2 separate regions of the Mus musculus genome follow, and region 2 is linked to region 1. A link is a contact called in public promoter capture Hi-C data. All regions are on one chromosome and are shown on one strand. Each heading gives the region's core, a stretch centred on a gene start, on an enhancer-like site or on the middle of the called end of the contact. The rest is flanking DNA. Distances are from core to core; before and after follow the strand shown.

Region 1 (4,927 bases), core at 219-2,718:
AACAGAAGCATAGCCTTAGCCAATTCCTTAAATCAGGGAAGTAGAGCAAGAATGACAACACTGTGAAGTGGCAGACAGCTGCAATTTGAGAAGCAAGATGTCTTACCTTGTTCAACCTTCCTGTGAGGTTCACAACAATCTTCCCAGCTCTGTGATCATCAATGATCTCAAATTCACCAATGTATCCTATAAAACAAGTGACCAGCGTCAAACCAGACATCAATTTGAGACCTAAACCTTTACGCCAACACTAACTTTTTGCCTATTAGATTTTTCTCTCATCTGAGTCTCTGCATCAGAATTCTGAAAGCTCCGTATCACATAAAAATTTTTGGGAGTTAGCATCAACACACCCATTCTTTTCTTGAACGGTTACTGTCTTTCCCTCCCAGATCCAGCACTGTCAAAAACCCAAGACACCAATACTCACCGTGCTTCATCATCACGGTTAAGAACCGAACGATGACTTTAGAACATGGCCTGATGAGGACCTGGCGTTTGCCTCTCTTCTCAGCGTTGTTGATGCTCTTGAGAGCATCCGCCAGAACATTCATTCGCACCATGGTGGCTGTGGAAAGAAAAGCCGGGGTTTGCATCAACACCCAATCATGCTGTCCTACCCCCATTAGCTTTTCCTAGGTCTAAGCAACATTCCCAAGAACCAGGAAAAATTCACTACAATTTCCCGACTGTTCAGCACTGTTCTTCAGAGTCTAGCCCTCCAAGACACTCCTATTCATACCACCCACCACACAAAATAGCTGGGGAGAGAATGACACAAGCCGAGCCTCACCACACAGAAGATAGCCTTCGAAATGGTGGGACCGACCAGCTAGCCAAACTGAAAGTGGGGGTGCGGGAACTGTCATTAGGAAAAAGTTCTGGCACCGTCTGCCAAGATTTTCAAAGCCAGCAGTGTGTCAAGAGGTTAACGCGACTTAACTCATTTACAGGTAACCATTTAACACACAGACACACACACACACCCCCTTTCGGGAGAAGAGGCAGTACGTGACAGGGAGCCCAGCCAGCCTACTGAACGGCCACAACCCATAGGCTACCTCCACGGCTCCTCAGGACGCTGCCAAGGCGTATTTTACGCGCCAAGAGTAAACCACGACGTGGTTCCCTAACTCGGCAGTGAGTGGCTGAGCCTAACTCCCCGCGCCAACCCTGGCCACGGCCGCGTGGGACACTCGGGACTCCAGAGCTCCCGCAGACACCGGAGGCTGCAGGGCCCACGCGGGCCACCGTCCCCGCCGGCCCGAGCCGAGCCCGGCCTGTTGCAGTGGGCCGGCTCCCGCAAAGGGCTACCCATAGCCCCCGACCCCGGCAGACGGAGACTACGGCCCCTGCAGGGATCTATAGGCCCACGGGACTCCGAAAGCGAACACGGGGTAAAGGGATGGCACAGATACCACACGGATGAACACGGAGTTTCACAAACACTCACTCACCGGCGAGGGAAGATGGCAGAAAGAGAGTGGGCCGGGCAAACGCACGGAATTATGGGAAGCGGAAGCGCTATCGCGAGACTTCATGGTCACACACTTAAAAAAAAAAAACCCAAAACCCTGTGATTTCTTATAGGACAACCAATGCGAGGGCGGGGCCTCCTCTGGGAGGGGCAGATGAAACTAGAAATGGTGGGCTGCTAGTCGCTCTGAAACTCGCGGCAGTCCTGCCTCAGCCTCTAGGGTTTTGGCATTAACGCCACTGCGGGTTCTTGCGTTTAGTTTTGTTTGCCACAATGAAACTCACTAGGTAGCTTCGGCTGGGCTGGAACTATGAAGACCAAGCTGACTTCTAGCCTCCACCTGCCTCTGCCTCCCAGTGCTGAGATTAAACATCACAGCACTTGGCTTTTGTTATTATTGTTTTGGTTGGTTTGGCTTGAATTTGGCTTTTGGAGACCAGTAGTGGCCCAATGCTGTCCCCGGAGTCATGAAAATCTTGACTAGTAACAGGGATTACTGCCATGGTCCGCTTCTCTCGCTCTCTCTCTCTTTTTTTTTTTTTTTTTTTTTTTTGTTTGTTTTTTTGTTTTTCGAGACAGGGTTTCTCTGTATAGCCCTGGCTGTCCTGGAACTCACTGTAGACCAGGCTGGCCTCGAACTCAAAAATCCGCTTGCCTCTGCCTCCTGAGTGCTGGGATTCAAGGCGTGTGCCACCATGCCCGGCTTAAGGTCCACTTTTCTTCCTCCTCCTCCTCTTATTATGCAGCCCTGTGATCTGTCTGCTTCACTTTTGTAACTGGGGTTACACTCCTCCTCCTCCTCCTCCTCCTCCTCCTCCTCCTCCTCCTCCTCCTCCTCCTCCTCCTCCTATTATGCAGCCCTGTGATCTGTCTGCCTCACTTCTGTAACTGGGGTTACACCTCAAGTGAATCTGTTGACTCCTAGCCTGGACCATTAAGCTTCAAGCCTACAGAGGTTCGGGAAGCTTCGTTCATTGCTGTTCACACTAAGTCTGGAGAAGCATCTGCCACATAGTAGGTCCTCGACATATAGTTGAAGAAAAAACTGAATGGACAAATCAGTTTCTCCATCTCTAAAACAGGGATGATAGAACCACTCAGAGGAGCTTTTGAGAGACCACACAAATGTGGCAGTGCTCAGCAGTGTTTGGCACAAGATTTATTTCCCCCAGAGGAACAAAGGACAGGGAATGAGAGACAAAGACAGGAGATAGAAGGTGAGGGAGAGGGGAACAAGGGAGAGGGAGGGAAAGGATGTAAGTCCTGGGAACAAAGAACTGCCTCTGCATAGAGAGGAGACAGGTGTGGCCCTTGAGCAAACGACAGTTTATGAGGGTAAAGGGGGAAAAAACCTCTTGTTAGGATGAAGTGTCTAACTCTGGTTAGACACGTTAATTAGGGTAGCTGCAAGGGGACTTTTGGTTGCTGGACCTCCATCCTTTGAAAGCTGGACCTTGGTAGTCAGCCTCAGAAGGAAGTGAGCAAATAAGTGACCAAATAAGAGAGCTTTAGGAATGTAACCTAATAGTTTTTAGAAAAGAGGAAGGGAGAAGAAAAAGGCCCGCCAGAACCATCTTTGTCATGCTCTGGCCGCCAGAGTCCCCTTCATCTTCTCTCACAACAGGGGAAGTCTTCATTCCCAGTCATAATTCACCCCACAAAAGGACCACAGGCTTTCCCAAGGTTTATAAGGATTTTGAGCACAGGTCTATTTCAGACTGACCTCAAACTCACATCCAGTCTCCCAATTTCCTTAACATGGACCCAATAGGAATGACTTCAGGAATTCAGATCAAAGCAGCAGTGGGGAGGGGTGGTAGTTAATGAATCTGAGATCCTAGTTAGTTCTGTGGGGATTTGGCTAGCTGATCCCAGTGTTGTGACCTTGGTGTGCCACAGAATCTAGATGGCCCCAGGCTGATGAGCTCCTAGAGGGGGTGTGTGTATGTGTGTGCACTTGTATAGAAATTGGGAAATTTGGGGTGGCTGGGCTGGAGGGAAGTGGAAAAAAAAGAACCCAGTAAAAACTGACTCACGTTTGTGATTTGTTAGAGGCAAATTAGAACTAATCAAAGATGAGCTGCTGGCATTTAACTACACCTTACAGACACTTAAAAACTAGGTTGGGTGAAGTGACACATGACTGTTTGAGGTGAAGGCAGAAGGGCCAGGAGTCCAAGGCCTACCCAGGCTTTCTGTGAGCCTGTCTAGAAGTACCAAAGGCCCAGACCTACAGGGCACAGATCCTAATGTCTGTCTCCATGTGAGCCTGAATGTGAGAGAACCTCAGGAGGGCACTCAGACACAGCTGACCTGAGCAATTACCACAATGAGAGAACAGAGTTTTCTTTTGTGATTTTAAACTTTTGAAGTCTTCCCATGAAGTCAGGGCTGGCCGCAAGAGATTACAAGTCAGCAATTTCAAAGCCATAGGATTTGTGACTTTACTTGAACTTGCAGAAAGGGAAGTATGCTTAAGGGTGGATGGAGCCTGTTCCCAATGAGACCGCAAGTTATGACACCCAAATTTTAAAAGGCAGACAAATGATTATCAACTACTGATGATTATCAACCACCTGCTTTGGGAGCTTAAGTACACGATCTTTTGAGTCTCCACTGTCTCCTCCTCTTCAGTGTTCTCCCTTTCCATCTGACATGGGTACCTTAGAGAAGAGCTCCAATGACAACAGGTGGTCACTAGTTAGATTCATAAACTCAGAGTTAACAAAGAAAGTGAGACAAAAGGGTTCCAACTGGTTTTTAATTTTTCCCCTTTACCACAAAACAAAGAAGAAATGATTAAAACTGCCAAAGTAGTTAACTCGTAGAACATGTATTAGTCACACACACACAAATTCCAGGTAGGAAGGCAGGCTTATTTACAAGAAAACATGTAAAATCAAAGTGGGAGTCATGAAACATTAAAAAACAAACACACATGCTACAAGAGGCACCGCTGCTTACAGTGCTAGGGAGGTGAGAGAACAGATACACACAGGGGCAGGCTTCACAGCATCAGTGCATGGATCCACAAACTATGTTACAGCTAGTTCATGGGTTAAGGAGTTGTTCCCAAATGTCCTATTTTGGCCCTCAGAGGTTCAGTTCTGCAGATTTCAACTGCTCTAAAAGCCCCCTACTGAGAGGGCACGTGATCACAGTAAGCTTAAAGAGTTGCAAAAGCTAGGCAGACCAGAGTCACCAATCAGCAGTCTGCTCTCAGCTGCAGCCCTGCATTTTTCTGAGAAATGTCAAGGGGAAAGTCAAACAGCAGTAAACACTTGTCTCTCAAGTGCAAAGCTGGAGGCACTGAAATACAGCCAATACTACGAAAACAAGTGAGATTTTCCAGGCTTACTCTTAAGCCTCTTTTTTTTTTTTCCTGGTCTTAAATATTAATAGATAATCTAGTTTTCTACTCATTGAACAAAGGATACTTTTATCCCTGGC
Region 2 (4,893 bases), core at 1,168-3,667, 1.8 Mb before region 1:
TTTCTTAAATACCCACTTATTTTCTGAAGCAGTCTCTTGCTGGGACCTGGGGCTTGCAGCTTAGGCTAGGATGACAGGGTGGCAAGCCCTGGATTCTCCGGTCTCTACCTTCCCAGCGCTAGTATTACACGTGCACATTGTTACTACACCTGGGTTTTTATGAGATGGAATGTGAGTCCTCATGCTGGCATGGCAAGCACTTTATGAACGGAGCATCATCTCCCCAGGCCCCCAGGAGTGTTCTCGTTCTTTCTCTCTCTCTCTCTCTCTCTCTCTCTCTCTCTCTCTCTCTCTCTCTCTCTCTCTCTCTCTGCATCCAGAGCACAGCCTCTATCTGACTCCTGCTCTCCATCTCCGTGCTTCACCCCCCCCCCCACTAACGTCTGCTCTGGACCACAGCCACAGCTTCCTGCTGCTCTCCTACCTCCCTGGCACAGCTCTCCACCCAAACGCCATACTCCCAAAAACTGCCAAACATACCAAGCCACCTTAAAACGTCTGCATTCTCCCTGGTCTCAGGATAGAGCTCAGCAGCTCTTTACCCTGCTCCAGTTTCATCCTTTACCTCCCTTCCTGTGCCTTCCTTTAATGCCATCCTCGCCCTTGGTCACTTCCTCCAAGCCACACAAGACTTTTTGCTCACTGAACTTTTTTTTCCCCCAGAGCTCTACCACTGAGCAAAATCCCCAACCCCTCATTGAACTCGAAGGGTTTTGTTCCTTAAACATTTTTCTGAAATGTTTTGCCCCTACTGGTCACCACAGCAAGGGTCCTTCTTGTCATTCAAATTCCAAATGTCACCTGCTCAGAAAAAAAGTCATCAGGACCTACCAGTCCCATCAGCCATCCAATCACTTCAAGTCACATCCCCTCATGTTAATTTTCCGCACAGCAGTCACCGTTACCTGCTATTATTATTTGTTCACTCTTTGTTCCCTTTCCTCCCGTGGGTTACAAATTGACGAACAGAAATAGTGAGCACCTCCCTTGCATAGAGCACATCCATCAGCAGCCACTATACAAGAGTCCCATGTGACAAAGGAGGCTCGGGGACTTTCTTCACATATTCTGATCCAGATCTAAACATTGTTTCCAAGTTGGTGAAGAAATGAATTCTGAGTCACGGTCGCGCACAGTACACCGAGTGCCAGTCAAACCATGGAGCGCCAGACCTTTGGCTAGTTCATTCATTCCATAAACAAACATTTACAGAGCTCCTACTCTATGCCAGGCACCGACTGACTGGGGCAAACGATCAAAGGCAAGTTCTGACTCCCAGGACCCACAGGAAGCAGAGGGAGGAACGCTGCAACACAGGCACCTTGCCCGACTGGGAAAAGTGAAGACTGTACACTCGTGTCCCCTTACAACTTCGAGATCAGATCCACGCGGACCAACAGACCAAGAATAACTTGGGACAGCGCCCAGAGGCTCAGGCGGCAAAGCTCCCGTTCTACTAGCCCGGGCAGAGCAGATCGTCCGCGTTCCTCGGCGTTCGGCGCCCGCCGAAGACGCGCGGGTAGAGTTCCAGGAATATCATTGGCTGCCTGGGAGCCCCACCCCCATCCCATCCCTGAGAAGCAAGGATGCGGCGGCCCGGGTCGCGCTCCAACTCTCCACGGCGAGCCCAGCCAGCGCGGCTAGAGTAGCGTCGGGGCCCCTCTTCCCCCTCCCCCACGCCCAAGCCCTCAGGCCACACTCCCGACCCACGCGAGCCCTACTCCCCGCCACCCGCCACTGTGCCCAGCGCAGGCCCCCGGGGTAGGCGTGTCCCGGGGGAGCCTTGGAGTTTGCAGGCTCGGCCACCGGCGGGCGGGACCTGGCCAGGCCCCCTGCGGCGCTGCGAACCCCCGTACGCAGCCGTCCCCCCGAGCCCGCCACCGTCAAGCAAACAAACCCCGAGCGCCGAGCCCGCCAAGGCTGCGGGAGAGCAAGGCAGGTGCGGCCGCGGTGCGGATTCACTTACTCGATGAAGAAGCTGGCGCCCTCCTCCGTGAAGCCCTCCTCCCAGCCGCGCGGCAAGTCTGCGGGAAGGCGAGAAAAGTTGGTCAAACTAGCGCAGCCGTGGCGACCCCGCTCCGCACCCTGCATCCCGCACCGACCCAGCGCCCACCTGAGCGGATCATGTGACCCGAGTTGACCGGTTCGCCGGTCCGCGGGTGCAGCCAGGTCGTGCAGCGGAGCTGGTCACTACGGGAGAGGTGCACCTGTTAGCGCCGCCGCCCTCCACGCCCGCCCGCGGCCCCAGCCCCAGCGCACGACCCCGTCCGGGTGTCGCCGCCCCTCACGCACTTGATGAAGAAGACGCGGCCGTCCCGACAGACGCCATAGGACCAGTGCTCAGGTAGGGTGTCCCGCCCGACCGCAGCCGCCATGTTCGCCCAGCGCCTGAGCCCCGGGCCGGGGGAGGGGGGGGGATGGGTTAAGGGGCGGGGTAAGGGGCGGGGCGAGGAGATAGGGGTGCAAGTTGTTGGACAGAGTGAGTGGGAGGGACGAGAAACGGGGAGCTGGAGTAACTAGGAGTTGGAACAAGGAGTTGGGTAGGGATAGGGAGGGGAGGACAAGATCTGAGGAGGGATAGGGAGAAGGGTGCATTGGAAGAAATGAGGGGGAGAGCAGGAAGGAGTGGAGAGGGGCTGAGACAAGAGGGACTTGGACCGACCCTACTGGGTTCCCCTGTGGTGGGTGCAGCGTGGGCTCCCAGCCTTGGTGACTCGCAGTTCGAGGTCACGGCCGGTGCTTCCAAAGTTCACTGGTGGAAGGCCGGCCGGAGCAAGGCACAAGGCCCCGCAGCCTTTGTCCCCGAGACTCGCGGGCGAAGGAACAGTCTAGCCCCCCCCCATCCCCCACCCTTGACACACACACCCTTGCTCCAGGAAAAGCAGGCGACCTGCACACCTCTGCTTCTCCTCCCCCCTACCCCGGAAGTGTGCTTCTTTCTTAGACAAGGAACACCGAACAGGTTTCTGCTGGATTCCGGAGCAACCTCCAAGTCTAATGTAAAATAGGAGAAAAGCTTGCCTGTGATTCCAGGCCTGGGGAAACTGAAACAGAAGGATTGCTGAGAGTTGGAAGACACAGAACTGCTTGACAGAGTTTCAGTGCAGCGCGGGTTACTATGAGACTCTGTCTCAAAAAACAAAAAGGTAGGGGCTGGAGAGATGGCTCAGCAGTTAAGAGCACTGACTGCTCTTCCAGAGGTCCTGGGTTCAAATCCCAGCAACCACATGGTGGCTCACAACCATCTGTAATGGGATCCGATGCCCTCTCCTGGTGTGTCTGAAGAGAGCAACAGTGTACTCACATACATTAAATAAATCTTTAAATTAAAAAAAAAAAAATGCGTGTCGTCCCCCCCCCCCCCCTTCTGAAGCTGTAGAGATCACAGGCAAAAAAGAGAATGCTGGGTCTGGATCTCCCTGCTCTCATTTTGGAAGAGCTGTCAAGCCGAGCTCTTTACCTACTTAGGTCTTGGGGAGCGCTCCTGAACCCCCCAGAGTAAAAGGAAACCCTTAGCTCACTCATTTGCTCCTAATTGACGTTTGTGTGTTTACTCTTTTGCGTCAGTTGGACAAGAGAAGGGGTTTTGGTCTGCCCCAAACTCCAGGACCTGGGCGCCTGAACTATCTGCCTCAGCCTTTAAACTGCAACTCCTCAGCAGCAGAAGAGCAGAAGAATGCAAAACACTCAGACACTCTGTCACATTGCAAGTGGGCGGAGCAGCAGCCGGAAGCTAGGCGCTGGGCAAGGGTCAGGCCAGCCTTGCAGAGACAAAAGCTGCGGGTCTAAGGAGTCTCACAAGAGGGTGCAACTGTCTGCACTGGGCACTGGAATGAGAGATCAGTAGGATGGACCCTGAAGGGGGCACAGCCGGAGCTCTCCCGGTGTTTCTTGACCTGTGGGTCGCGAGCCCTTGGGGTAGCATGTCAGATATCTATTCTGTATATCAGATATTTACCTGCATTATGATTCTCCTTCTCCTTCTCCTTCTCCTTCTCCTTCTCCTTCTCCTTCTCCTTCTCCTTCTCCTTCTCCTTCTCCTTCTCCTTCTCCTTCTCCTTCTCCTTCTCCTTCTTCTTCTTCTTCTTCTTCTCCGTTTTTTTTTTTTTTTTGACACAAGGTTTTTCTGTATATAGCCCTGGCTGTTCTGGAACTCTGTAGACCAGGCAGGCCTTAAACTCAGAAAAACACCTGCCTCTGCCTCTCAAGTGCTGGACTAAAGTGTGCGCCACCACTGCCTGGCTGCATTACGATTCTTAACAGTAGCAATGAAATAATTTTGTCGTTGAGGGTGACCACGACATGACTGCTGTTCCAGAGGATCCTCTGAAGCAGTCAGGAGGGAGAAAGGCGCTGTGGTTGGGGATGCAGAGCCCTCAGCCTCTGACCCAGTTCTTCAAATGAACATAGGGAAATAGCATGTCTTATTAAACACTCATTTGAAAGCAATATATTAAATGGACAAGAATATGAACTCACCACAGTTAATAGAAATGAAACACAAGTGGCTTTTAAGCATATGGGAAGGTAGTTGACCGTCAAGTATACAAATGAAAATTACAGTGGGAGATTCTATTTCGTAGATGTCAGATTACCATGGGCTGGTGAGATGGCTCAGCAGGTAAGAGCACCCGATTGCTCTTCCAAAGGTCCTGAGTTCAAATCCCAGCAACCACATGGTGGCTCACAACCATCCGTAATGAGATCTGACTCCCTCTTCTGGTGTGTCTGAAGACAGGTACAGTGTACTTACATATAATAAATAAATAAATCTTTAAAAAAAAAAAAAGAAAACCATTCTTGTTCATTGTTGCTGGGACTACAAAATGATTCTGCCTTCTTGTGATGGTTTGTATATGCTTGGCCCAGGGAGTGGCACTATTAGGAGGTGTG

The links. Promoter capture Hi-C pulls out the DNA fragments that hold promoters and counts their contacts.
Region 2: a promoter capture Hi-C map of liver shows a contact between it and region 1, with 5 times the contacts expected there. The contact joins the promoter of Plekha7 here to the promoter of Rps15a in region 1. A contact is called at or near these places in 3 of 39 promoter capture datasets (cranial neural crest, liver and pre-B cells), 2 of 484 Hi-C or Micro-C datasets (CD4 T cells and the G1E-ER4 cell line), 5 of 115 datasets of contacts at active chromatin or transcription factors (astrocytes, embryonic midbrain, embryonic stem cells and 2 more) and 2 of 9 other capture datasets (adipose tissue and embryonic stem cells).

Annotation. Positions count from the first base shown.
Region 1 is chr7:118,114,679-118,119,605 of GRCm38.p6, forward strand. It overlaps Rps15a (ribosomal protein S15A), which reads right to left and starts at 1,469. Exons shown (of 5, transcript NM_170669.2): 1 at 1,458-1,469; 2 at 431-568; 3 at 107-186. The coding sequence starts at 563. It overlaps Arl6ip1 (ADP-ribosylation factor-like 6 interacting protein 1), which reads right to left. Exons shown (of 6, transcript NM_019419.2): 6 at 4,212-4,927.
Region 2 is chr7:116,305,959-116,310,851 of GRCm38.p6, forward strand. It overlaps Plekha7 (pleckstrin homology domain containing, family A member 7), which reads right to left and starts at 2,418. Exons shown (of 27, transcript NM_001305185.1): 1 at 2,293-2,418; 2 at 2,114-2,190; 3 at 1,967-2,024. The coding sequence starts at 2,375.